Linked DNA regions of Oryctolagus cuniculus: region 1 is linked to region 2. A link is a contact called in public Micro-C data. All regions are on one chromosome and are shown on one strand. Each heading gives the region's core, a stretch centred on a gene start, on an enhancer-like site or on the middle of the called end of the contact. The rest is flanking DNA. Distances are from core to core; before and after follow the strand shown. Region 1 overlaps LOC138848712 (a long non-coding RNA gene). Region 2 overlaps THADA (THADA armadillo repeat containing).

What was found. A called contact is a pair of places that touch in the nucleus more often than the background predicts.
Region 1: a contact with region 2 is called in a Micro-C map of ear pinna, with 4 times the contacts expected there. The contact joins two enhancer-like sites. A contact is called at or near these places in 3 of 6 Hi-C or Micro-C datasets (ear pinna, psoas muscle and an unstated tissue).

The regions. Positions count from the first base shown.
Region 1 is chr2:159,806,616-159,812,576 of mOryCun1.1, reverse strand. It overlaps LOC138848712 (a long non-coding RNA gene), which reads left to right. Exons shown (of 3, transcript XR_011386807.1): 3 at 3,875-4,375. Among named protein-coding and RNA genes, the nearest start is that of TRNAI-UAU, 32 kb to the left of the region's middle. Within about 2 kb of position 2,851, at least 1 of the 8 cell types and tissues checked has an H3K27ac peak or open chromatin away from gene starts, as enhancers often do. A contact at or near this core is called in ear pinna, where this site is marked.
Region 2 is chr2:159,242,503-159,248,400 of mOryCun1.1, reverse strand. All of the region lies in intron 26 of THADA (THADA armadillo repeat containing), which reads right to left. Among named protein-coding and RNA genes, the nearest start is that of THADA, 120 kb to the right of the region's middle. Within about 2 kb of position 4,465, at least 1 of the 8 cell types and tissues checked has an H3K27ac peak or open chromatin away from gene starts, as enhancers often do. A contact at or near this core is called in ear pinna, where this site is marked.

The DNA.
Region 1 (5,961 bases), core at 1,602-4,101, 570 kb before region 2:
GAGACAGAGGCCAGGCCGCGGCCCCTTGTGCCGTCCTTGCCCACAGTGGCCTGGCCTCTGGACAGGTAGCGCCTGTGACTGGGGGGTTGTCACACCAGTGGGAAGAGGTAAAAGCCAAGGGAGCCCTTGGGTGTGACCGCAGCCCAGCGAGGCCAGGCCCGGCTGGGGTGGGAACCTGAGTGCGAGTTCCGGCCAGGCCTCACGAAGGGGCGGATCCCACTCCACCTGGGTGTGCACACAGTGTGGCTTGCATGTGTACCACTCAGCGCGAGCATGCACACAGCCTGGCCAGGCTGGGCCCGGGTCTGCGCATAGTAGGGCCTGCGTTGTTGGGTGAATGAATGTGAATGGAGACACAGCTCAGGCCCGATGAGCAGACAGCACTCTGACGGGCGGCATAGCCCCTGAAACTGTCCTTGCCACAGGCCCACCTCTGGTTACAATATGATTTGTCTGGATTACTGAGCTTTTTGGTATTTCCCTAAAATCTGTGCCCAGGGGCCAGCACTGTGGCACAGCTGGTTAAGCCGCCACCTGCAATGCCTGTATCCCATATGGGCACCAGTTTGAGTCCCGGCTGCTCCAGTTCCGATTTAGTGCCCTGCTAATGCGTCTGTGAAAGCAGTGGAAAATGGCCCATGTAGTGGGGTTTCTGCCACTCACGTGGGAGACCCGGATGTAGTTCCAGGTTCCTGGCTTTGGTCTGGCCCAGCCCTAGCCCTTATGGCCATTTGGGGAAGTGTACCAGATCTCTTTCTCTCTGTAACTCTGCCTTTCAAGTAAATAAGTATATGTTAAAAAATAAAATTGTGCCCAAAGCAGGTCCCTCACTCACCTTAATGGCAAGGCTGAGAGAGGCAGAGAGAAAGGGTTCTTTGGTCTGGGTCCTGGTGGGCTGGGGAGCACAGATCCCCAGGGCTGGAAGCGGCTGGCGGAGCCTGGTGTGCGTGGGGCTGCGGGTGGGCGGGCGAGGAGGGAGACAGATTTCTGGGATTTTGGAGTTTCTGCTGATGGTTCTGGGGCACACTGGGGGAGGCTTTGGTGGGGGAAGAGAAGTGGGGAGCAGAATCGGGGTGGGGGTGGGGGAGGCCGTTGGAGAAGCCAGGGGAGAATTCATTTCTGTGGAGGAGGGTTTGGGGAGGCGACAGAGCATCGGCAGTCACAGGTCGCCCTTGCAGGGTCCACCCCACATGCACCTGCCTTAGTGAGGGGCCCTCTGGCGGGGAGGAAGACAGGAGGGGCCTTCCTAGAGGCCAGGGCCCACAGGCAGGAGCTGGGCATGAGCCTCAGGCCGTGGGCTGGTCCTGCTCTCTACAAGGGCAGGCCTCTCCGCTCCTCAGCTCTGTCCTGTTGCTTCGAAGGCCCCAGGACCTTCCTTTCCGAGATCTTGGGACACGGGGAGCAGAGGTGACACAGAGGGAGTGGTGAGGGGCCTGGCCAGCGCCAGCGGCTCTCCTGCAGGGAGACGGCCTCCCGAGGGGCCCGGGGCCCCAGCCCACAGCGAGCCTGGGCTGCCCAGCCGGCTTGTGTGCAGGAGCAGGCGCTCCAGGCCCCTGCTGTCACTTCCCCTCTGCTTGGGAGGGGTCTTTGGAGGTCCAGGGAGGGGACCCACACAGCACGAAGCTTGCCGGGCACAGAAAGCTCTCCCGGACTGACCCGGTGCTGGCTGAAGGTCAGGACCCTGCTGCCTGGGGCTCCTGGTGGAGGTCCGAATCCCGCGCCTCGGCCCCGCCCCTCGGCCCCTACCGCCCCAGCGTTGCCTGGCTGGGGGCTGCGGCTGCTACTCCCCGCTCCGTACTCATCCTGCCGCACACCAACCCTGCATCAAAGGGGCTCGTTCCGGCTCCGCATCCCCGCTGCGGTGGGCGCCCCTCCTCTCCACCCTGTAACTGTTCACATTCAGGTGTGGCCTCGGCTCCAGCAGGATGCAAGCTTCGGCCCGCGTTGCTTCTCGGGGTCACGGACGCCCCACGTTTGCTTTACCCTGCTGTCCCGTTTATAACACTCGCTCGTACTAATTGCAGAAGCTGAAGCCGAGAGGTGCCCCCAGCACAGCCGAGCGCCCCCTGCCGGACATGCTGTGCGCAGCGCGGCAGGCCTGTGCGGGGTCCGCACCCTTGGCCCTCATTCTCCCGCCTGGGCTCCGCCCGCACCGGCTCCCTGGGGGGCTGGCTCTGAGCTTCAGCCCTCCCCCAGGGCCACGGCAGCACAGGGGGCCCGGGCAGGGAGGGGGCACATCTCCACGGCGGCGTGCCTCCTGGAAACCACATCAAATGGCACAGCTAGGAATTAATAAATAAATCTGGGAGACAAGTCAATTACCCTCCCCTCGTGCCCCTGTCCCCGGAGGCCGCAGCAGCCTGTGGCTCCCAGCCTCAGCACGCCTTCCCTGGCTGGCTCCCGTCAGATTAGCGGGGCGAGATGCGACAGGCCTCTGTCCTCTGGGGAAATGGCTCCCTTCCTGGGAGGCGGCGAGGACGTTCTGGGCTTGCTGTGTTCCTGCCCTCTCCCTGTGCCCACTGCGGCCCACCCTGCCTCAGGCGCTCGACCAGCCTGTCCTGGTGCCTTAGCGCCGGCAACCAAGTCCCCAGGGCCTTCGAATGAAGCCTGCGAAATGCAGACCCCCCCTGGGTACCCTCTCCTTGGTAGCTTTCACTACTGCCTTGTAAAAAAAAAAGTCAGGCACGGTTATTAACCAGCAAACAGGTACCGATGCTTGCTTTGTGGCCGCGTCCTGCCAGGCTGCAGAGTGACAGACCAGGGACACAGCTCTGCCCTTCAAGCTTACAGCTGTGTGGGGGTCAGACGTGCAATCCCCAGAGCGGGCACCCTGGGGGGAGGGGAGCACCGCTCAGCCTACAGGTTCCCCCCCCCCCCCCCGTAGAGGTGGGGCTTCTGGAGCAGGTGCTACCTGGACTGCATTCCCAGGGACAAATTCTCCCCGGGGCTGGGGGCAGGGAGTGCTGGTCTGCCGTGGGAAGGGAAGTGGCGGGGCTCACTGCTCACTGGGAAGGGGACTCACCTGGCTGGACCCTGCGGGGAGGGAGCGAGGGTGAGGGAAGGGGGTGGGGGCTGCATCAGGGAGGGAGGTGTGGTGTGGTGACTGGAGTGGGTTGTGGATTCTTTTTGGCTTTCTGTGTGTGCATTGGGAGTGAGGGGTTTAGAAACAGCTGCCTGGAGCTTGGTAGACTGAGATGGCCTGCATCTCAGAGCAGATTGGGAAAGCGGGCGCCTCCCCAAGTTTGCTGCCACTGAATTTTCTGCACCTCCGTTAGAGCAACCATTCTCCAGTTTTAGTGCATGTGACAAAAACTCGGGTGCTTTATTTTAATTTTATTTTTATTGTCTTAAATATTTATTTATTTGAAAGACTGAGTTGGAAAGAGAGAGAGAGAGAGAGAGAGAGAGGTCTTCCATCCACTGGCTCACTTCCCAAATGGCTGCAATGACCAGAGCTAGGCTGATCCGAAGCCAGGAGCCAGGAGCTTCTTCTGGGTCTCCCATGAGGGTGCAGGGGGCCAAGCACTTGGACCATCTGTAAGAAAAAGAGATGCGGAACAGAGAGGAGACAGAATACGAACTTGCAGCCAGACTGAATTTATTTAGAGAAAACAAATTCGCAGAGGTCAACCAGCTGCTCACATGTATATAGACCCAACACATGGCGGAGAGCCCAGACCCCAGCTCTGGGCTTTTTTTTAATATCTTAGGTGGGCTGGTGGAGGTGAATTCCTTCATACAGGTCTTTCAAGTTTGGCCCCAAGGCTTCTGAACCTGGGGAAGAATTCAGGGGTGGGGTGAAGACAAATGGGTGTGAGACTCACTTGAGATCCTCAGGGGCAAGGGATAAATTCCGATTTTGTCTCTCTTTCAGGCAATGGGCTATACTGGCTGAACCTTATGTCATTGTTCCATCGCCATCCTCCTCTGCTTTTCCAGGCACATTAGCAGGGAGCTGGATCAGAAGTGGAGCAGTTGGGACTTGAACCTGCACCTAAATGGGATGCCGGCACTGCAGGAGGCCAGTTTACTCACTATGCTAAAGGTCACCCCTGGGTGCTTTATTTTAAATGTGGGTGTTTGAGATCTGTCCTGGAGCTTCTTATTCAGTGGGGCCAGGCAATGTGCAGTTTTAACCAGCTCCTCTGGACCAGATAGGGTCAGCAGAACATGCTTTGAAAAACATTTCTAGAACCTGATTATCAACTCTTGGGGAATTTGCTTGCAATTCAGAGAACTGCCACCAGATGGCAGTAGTGTTTTGTGATGGCGCTAAGTAAAGCTCCCTGGGTTTTCTATAGTTTTCTACAGCAAAAAAGGAGAGAAAATAACTATTTTAAATAATTTATAAAATAAATGGTAATGAAAACTTGAATTACAGAGGTTAATTTTATTTTTTGAAAATATTTACTTTATTTGTTTGAAAGGTAGGGTTACAGAGAGACAGAGGGAGAGAGGGAGAGACAGAGATCTTCCATCTGCTGTTTCACTCCCTACATGTCTGCAATGGTCAGGGCTGGACCAGGCCAAAGCCAGCAGCCAGGAGCTTCTTCCAGGTCTCCCATGTGGGTGCAGGGGCCCAAGCACTTGGGCCATCTCCCGCCACTTTTCCAGGTGCATTAGAAGGGAGCTGGATCAGAAATGGAGTAGTTGGGACTTGTGCCCACATGGGATGCCAGCATTGCAGGCAGCAGCTTAACCCTCTGCACTACAGCACCGGCCCCAGCAGAGCTTAATTTTAATTTTCCCTTTCAAACATTAGAGCTAATGTTAGAGCTATGGTGACCACTGGCTGAGAGTGGCAACTTTTTTGCTCCTGGAGTGTGGCTGATCTGAGTGGGCATGGGCTGAAGGCGTGGTAAACACACTGGCTTTTATGAACGAACAGGCAAAGATTCAATCATTACGATTTCATGTTGAAATTATACTTCAACTTTATTATTAAACTTAATCCTGGGGCCGGCGCTGTGGCGCAGTAGGTTAATCCTCTGCCTGTGGCGCCGGCATCCCATATGGGCGCCGGTTCTAGTACCAGCTGCTCCTCTTCTGATCCAGCTTTTTACTATGGCCTGGAAAAGCCATGGAAGATGGCCCAAGTCCTTGGGCCCTGCACCCACGTGGGAGATCCGGAAGAAGCTCCCAGCTCCTGGCTTCGGATCGGCACAGCTCCGGTCGTTGCAGCCATGTGGGGAGTGAACCAGTGGATGGAAGACCTCTCTTTCCTCTCTCTCTGTAACTCTACCTCTCAAATAGGTAAATCTTTAAAAAAAAATTAATTCCACTTGTTTTACTTTGTAAATGTGACTGCTGTAAGATTTGAGTGTGTCTCCCATGCTGTGTTGAATGGACCGCCGTGCATCGCAAATCATCCAAATTAATTCCTTCATTTTGAAAGTGAGGGAATTGAAGGCGGAAGTTTGATGGAAACATTGGAAAGGTGCGCGATTCGAGGTCAAAAGCTCTGCGCTGAAGCTCCAGGCCAAGAACTCATCGCGTGCCTCCGGGGAGCCGTGCACCTGCGCACCTGCGCACCTGTGCACCTGCGCTGAGCCGCCTCTTCCGCACCTGGGAAGGCGACTGACGGCAGCAGCACCGCTCCAAGGAGCTCCTTGGAAGACTGAGTGAGCGGATGCACCCTGAGGGGCCGGTGTGCCCGGGAAACGTCACCGACGTCACACGTTAGTAATGAAGGTGCTGCCGGGACTCGAACCTGGGCCATGCAAACTCCCCATTTCATCAGCGCATCCAGCACGTAGGCCGCTGGACGGGCACGTGCAGGCGCCCAGGGCTTTACAGCGAGTGGAGGAGCTGCTGCGTATCCCTGCGAATGCAGGACGACTCGGCGAGGATGGAAACCTTGTCTGAGGCTCCCACGGGTAGCAGTGGGAGTGGCTGCTTTTTCTCTATTTTTAAAAATGCTTACTTACTTGTTTGAACAAACAAGGTGGGGGAGATCTTCCA
Region 2 (5,898 bases), core at 3,216-5,715:
ACTGCAAATAACACTGAGCCATTCTGATCCTACCAAGAAATACCCGAAATGAATATGTGTCTTCTACTGCTTTCCCAGGCCATAGCAGAGGGCTAGATCAGAAGTGGAGCAGTTGGGACTTGAACCAGCACCCATATGGGATGCCGGCACTGCAGGCAGTGGCTTTACCTGCTACTACGCAACAGCACTGATCCCAATACTAATATTTCTTAAACTAACTCATATGTTGGTCTTATTTTCAATAAATGATAAACTTGTTGAAATTCAAAACCATCTCATAAACTACTTTTGTGCATACAAGGGTGCCAAGGTATATAATAAGTATTCAGTGGAAAACCTCTACTGATTACGCTATATAAAAAAGAAGTTCAGTGTGTAACATTAGTTGAAAATTCTTGGAGTTTCTAAACAATACATTACTGAAACCAATAGTAACAAGAACCAAGTTCTGAACAAAGAAGAAATATTATTCAAGTCCTAAAGACACTTTTCCCTCTAGCTTTAACCTCTTTGACTCCATTTTCGCATCTGGAAAACAGCTCTGTGGCAATTCTCTACAGGTAGTAAGTACAATAGTGCTTATAAACCCCCTGATAAATGAAGACTCCATCTCATAGTTCTGGAAGCAATCCTGACGTCTTAAATTATGTAATCCTGGTATTACATTATATTAGTCTGGCTCATATAAAATGTAAGCTACAAAAATACCAAAGGTAAGAAAAAATATTTACTCATGCTTTTACTAAGATGCAGAAAGAGGATGCATGCATTGCCAAAATTCCATAGAACATGCTCAGACTGAGGCAACAATGCCTTAGTTATTAAAGAAGGCAAGGGCCTGAAGCAGTACTTAGAAACAAAGATCATTCAGTCCATGCAAAAGTCAATATTTAAGAACACAATGACTAATTCCCACTTCAAGTTCATGAACATATTTCTTTTTAAGAACTTCTTTTTGGTTAAAAATTTTATTTGTGGTTTTCCAACCTGTAATCCATGAACCTAAGAATGAATAAAAAAGTGAAACATGAAACTCTCCAGTAGGCCTAAGTGTCTGTATAAACTTCACTCTATTTTTAAGAACTTCTCAACAAAGGTTTCACAAGCCTGATACTTTATTAGGATACTCTAGAAAGTACACGGAAAATGAAATTATAGATTGTTTACTTTGGCACAAAAAACTTTGAAATTCATGCATAGGTTTTTCATCAGACATATTTTCCATGAATTTTTTGAAGAACCCTCTTAATTATTCTCCCAAATTACTCATTTATCTACTCTGCCTAAAGAATCAGACTGAGGGGGCATGTCTTCTGCACAACAGTTAAGATGCCAACTTGGATGTCTGCTTACCATATTGGAGGGGCTGAGTTCAAGTCCCAGCTTCACTTTTTTTTTTTTTTTTTTTTTGACAGGCAGAGTGGACAGTGGGAGAAAGACAGAGAGAAAGGTCTTCCTTTTCCGTTGGTTCACCCCCCAATGGCTGCTGCGGCCAGCCTTCTGTGGCCGGCGCACAGCGCTGATCCGAAGCCAGGAGCCAGGTGCTTCTCTTGGTCTCCCATACGGGTGCAAGACCCAAGGACTTGGGCCATCCTCCATTGCACTCCCGGGCCACAGCAGAGAGCTGGACTGGAAGAGGGGCAACCGGGATAGAATCTGGCTCCCCAACCGGGACTAGAACTGGGGTACCAGCGCCACAGGTGGAGGATTAGCCTATTGAGCCGCAGCGCTGGCCCCAGCTTCACTTCTGAATCCAGCTTCCTGTTAATGCACACCTTGGAAGGGAGGTAGCAGGGGATACCTCAAGTACTTCAGTCCTTGTCATCCATGTGAGAGACCCAGATGGAGTTACTGATTCCTGGCTTTGGCCTGGCCCAGCCCTGGCTGTTGTGAGCATTTGGAAAGTGAACCAGTAGATGAAAGATGTGTGTGTGTGTGTATGTGTGTGTGTTTGTGTCTTTCCTTCCTTCTTTGTTACTCTGCCTTTCAAGTAAATACAGAAGGAAGGAAGGGAGGCAGGGAGGGAGGAGGGGGGCAGACTGAATATTCTACAAACAACTATGGAAAATGCAGAAATAACATCTCCTGACCATATCAAAACACTGTGGTTCTTAATTTCATTTAATTAATATTTAAAATCCCATGACGGGGGCCAGCATTGTGGTGTGGTGAGCTAGGCGTCCATCTGTGATGACAGCATCCCATATGAGCACAGGTTCAAGTCCCAGGTACTCCATTTCTGATTCAGCTCCCTGCAAGTGTACCTGGGAAAGCTGGAAAGCAAAATTTGATCTGAGCACTGGGGGCCCTGTACCCGCATGGGAGACCTGGATGGAGTTCTAGGCTCCTGACTTCGGCCTGGCATAGCCACAGCTGTTGTTGCCATTTGAGGAGTAAACCAGTGGACGGAAGATCTCACTCTCTCTCTCACTCTCCATCTCCATCTCCAACTCTGCCGTTCAAATAAATAAATCTTTTTTTTTTTTTTTTTTTTTTTGGACAGGCAGAGTTAGACAGTGAGAGAGAGAGACAGAGAGAAAGGTCTTCCTTTCCGTTGGTTCACCCCCCAAATGGCCTCTACCACCCCCCAAATGGCCTCTACAGCCGGTGCTGCACCGATCTGAAGCCAGGAGCCAGGTGCTTCCTCCTGGTCTTCCATGCAGGTGCAGGGCCCAAGCACTTGGGCCATCCTCCACTGCCTTCCCGGGCCACAGCAGAGAGCTGGAATGGAAGAGGAACAACCAGAACAGAATCTGGCACCCCGACTGGGACTAGAACCTGGGGTGCTGGTGCCACAGGCAGAGGATTAGCTTAGTGAGCTGTGGCACGGGCCTCAAATAAATAAATCTTTAAAAAAAATCCTATGGGCTAGCACTGTGGTGTAGTGGGCTAAGCCTCTGCCTGTGGTGCCAGCACCCCATATGGGTGCTGAATCATGTCCCAACCGTCCCTCTTCCACTCCAAGCTCTCTGCTATGGCCTGAGAAAGCAGTGAAAGATGGTCTATGTGCTTGGGACCCTGTACCTGTGTGGGGGACTCGAAGAAGCTCCTGGTTCCTGGCTTCGGATCGGCTCAGCTCTGGTCACTGTGGCCATTTGAGGAATGAAACACTGGAAAGAAGACCTTTCTGTTTTTCCTTCCTTCTGTCTGTAACTACCTCTCAAATGAATAAATATATCTTAAAAAAAGATCCTATGATTAAAATGTCTCTCTGGGAGAATGAACTTATATTCTATACTAGAATAATTCAAACTAGTATTATTGTTGCTAATAGAAGCATTCTAGTTGAGATTACTCTGAACTAAAAATAAAAGTAACTATTAAATTATATCAGCAGCACTAGCTTTTGTGACCTTGAGCAAATCACTTTACTATTCTGCATCTCAATTTTTCCCCTTTTGAAAAAAAAATGCTTATTTATTTATTTGTAAGGCAGAGTTACAGAAGGAAAGGGAGAGACAGAGAGTTATCTTCCATCCACTGGTTCAATTCCCAAATGACTTCAACAACCAGGTTAACACCAGGAGCCTCTTGCAGGCCTCATACACGGGTGGCAGAGGCCCAAGCACTTGGGCCATCTTCCGCTGCTTTCCCAGGCACATTAGCAGGGAGCCGGATTGGAAGTGGAACAGCTGGGACATGAACAAGTGCCCATACGGGATGCCAGCACTGTAAGTGGTAGCTATACCACAACAATGGCCCTGTGCCTCAATTTTCACATCTGTAAAATGAGAATGACTGAATGACTTCTTAGGTCAAAGATAAAAGCACATAATGATAATTGTTATTATCAGCATCATTTTAATTAAAGATATGGATGAAAAATACAAACACAGACTCTGAAAAACATTAGATAAAATCTGGAGGAAATCACACCATAATCAAGAATTACTATAAACTCTGAAATCCCCTCCCCATTTTCACAGAGGTAACTATCTTGGTGAATTTCTTAGCACCAACACTGTTACCCTTCAGGAGTGTCATTCCTTATTTGTCAACCAGAAAACTAAGATTTCTAACTTTGGTTTTTACAGCACATTAGACACCTTGAGGCACCTTCTCTTCCCTCATCTCTGTCTGCAGTAGTGCTGGGGGAGGAGAGGCGTGGGGCAGTTCCCTGAGGAAAAGGCCGGTCATGGGCCAAATGGCACACAATCCATGTTGTCTTCTAACCTCCAGAAACAGGGTATGAAAGTCACCTCAAAGCAAACTTCTCCTCTGGCCCATTACCATCCCTGCTAAAATTATCCTACTACGAGGGAGACGGGAGGTTACTGGCCCACATTCAGGCTGTGAATGAAGGGGCATTTCCCACTGAGTTTGACAATGTAAAATCTAAAGTCAGACTCCAAAGCGATGACTCATGGCTCAAGAGGGGCTCTGTGCTGTGTGGCACGTGCTCTGCAGACAGCACTCAGGTCGTGTTCCAGAACTGCCACTTTCTAGCTGTATGACTGTGGGCAAATAACTGACTCTCACCAGCCTCAGCTCTTCTCTGCGAAATCAGGATGGGACTACCTTCCTCCCAAGGCTGTGATAAAAAGGCTTACATTAGACCCATGCAAAGTGTGTGGCACGTGCCAAGCAGACAACAGGCACTAAAGAAACACTTGCTCCCTTCACAACTTCTCTCTTCCTTCCACACAAGTGAAACAGAGACTCCAGCACAACACACAGCTGCCATATTCTCCAGGAGATTGTCAGTTCCCCTGGCACAGAGAATACTCCTGATTCATCTCTGGAGCCAGTACTCAGCCTAGGGCCTGGCACAGAGTAAAAACATAACAAATACGTGTTAAATGGAGAAAATGAGAATCCTTTGAGTCTGCGGGCATTAATATTATCCTGGTCACAGTCAAAAGAGACCCTGATTTTCAATTTGGCTGAACAGGCAGTTGCCACAAGCTACTATGTAGTTCAAAGCAAATAAGTTCTTTAATAATTACATTCTTTAAAAGATACAAAAAACCAAGTGCCCCACAGCTCTCAATTTTAGTTTTGAGAATCCAATTCTTTCCTAAACAATGGAGTGGGTAACCACAGAAACTTGTGGAATCTCTTTTCCTAGAAAACATGAAGAGCAGGAGGCAAGCCAGTCTGTCTGGAAACGGCTTCCAAATCTGCCTATAAGCAGGATGAACTGGGTCAGATGCCCTTCGGAGGTTCCTTCCAAACCTACACCACTGAGATGTTAGGAAAAACAACTAAAATAATTCTGTCATTTATACCCAGGAAAATAAAATAAATTTAACATCTCCTAACAGTCACTGGAAATAATTTTCTTTGGACCTAGTGATGCTTTTACAAACACATTTTCTTCTTAAATTGTATTAGACCATTATAAGCTATTAATTTGAACATGAGCTCTCTTTAATAAGACAGAACACAGATTGAATTTAACATAGGAAACAAGTTTATTCTTTTGTTTCTCTTCACCTGCTTCCTTGTGCTCCAAATCTACTAATCCCTGCAGACTTATAAAAAACACTGCTTCTCTCCAAATACTCCATTCAGTTCTCCCATTTATGAATTTCTAAGGCATGCATTACTCATACCACATTATGTAGGTGATTAATTTATGGTGTCTTCTATTTTCATCTGATTCACAACTATTTTTTTCTCCCATGCTGACCTATAAATTCTTTGAATAAAGTCCAAGTTTTATATTCCTCATGTATAATACTAAGCTCATGATAAGTGTTCACCAGGTCTTACTGGCTCACTTACTGATCTAATATGAAAGGGTAGCACAAGAGTTACACTATACCCCTCTGGAGCTAAGCTTCTGAAGTTTTGGCAAAGCAGACACTTCAAGTCAAAAATAAAGCTTTTCAGATAGCTATAAATTGGCATCTGTCATTTAGCTGGGACTAGCATAGTTGAAGGTTAACAGAGGCC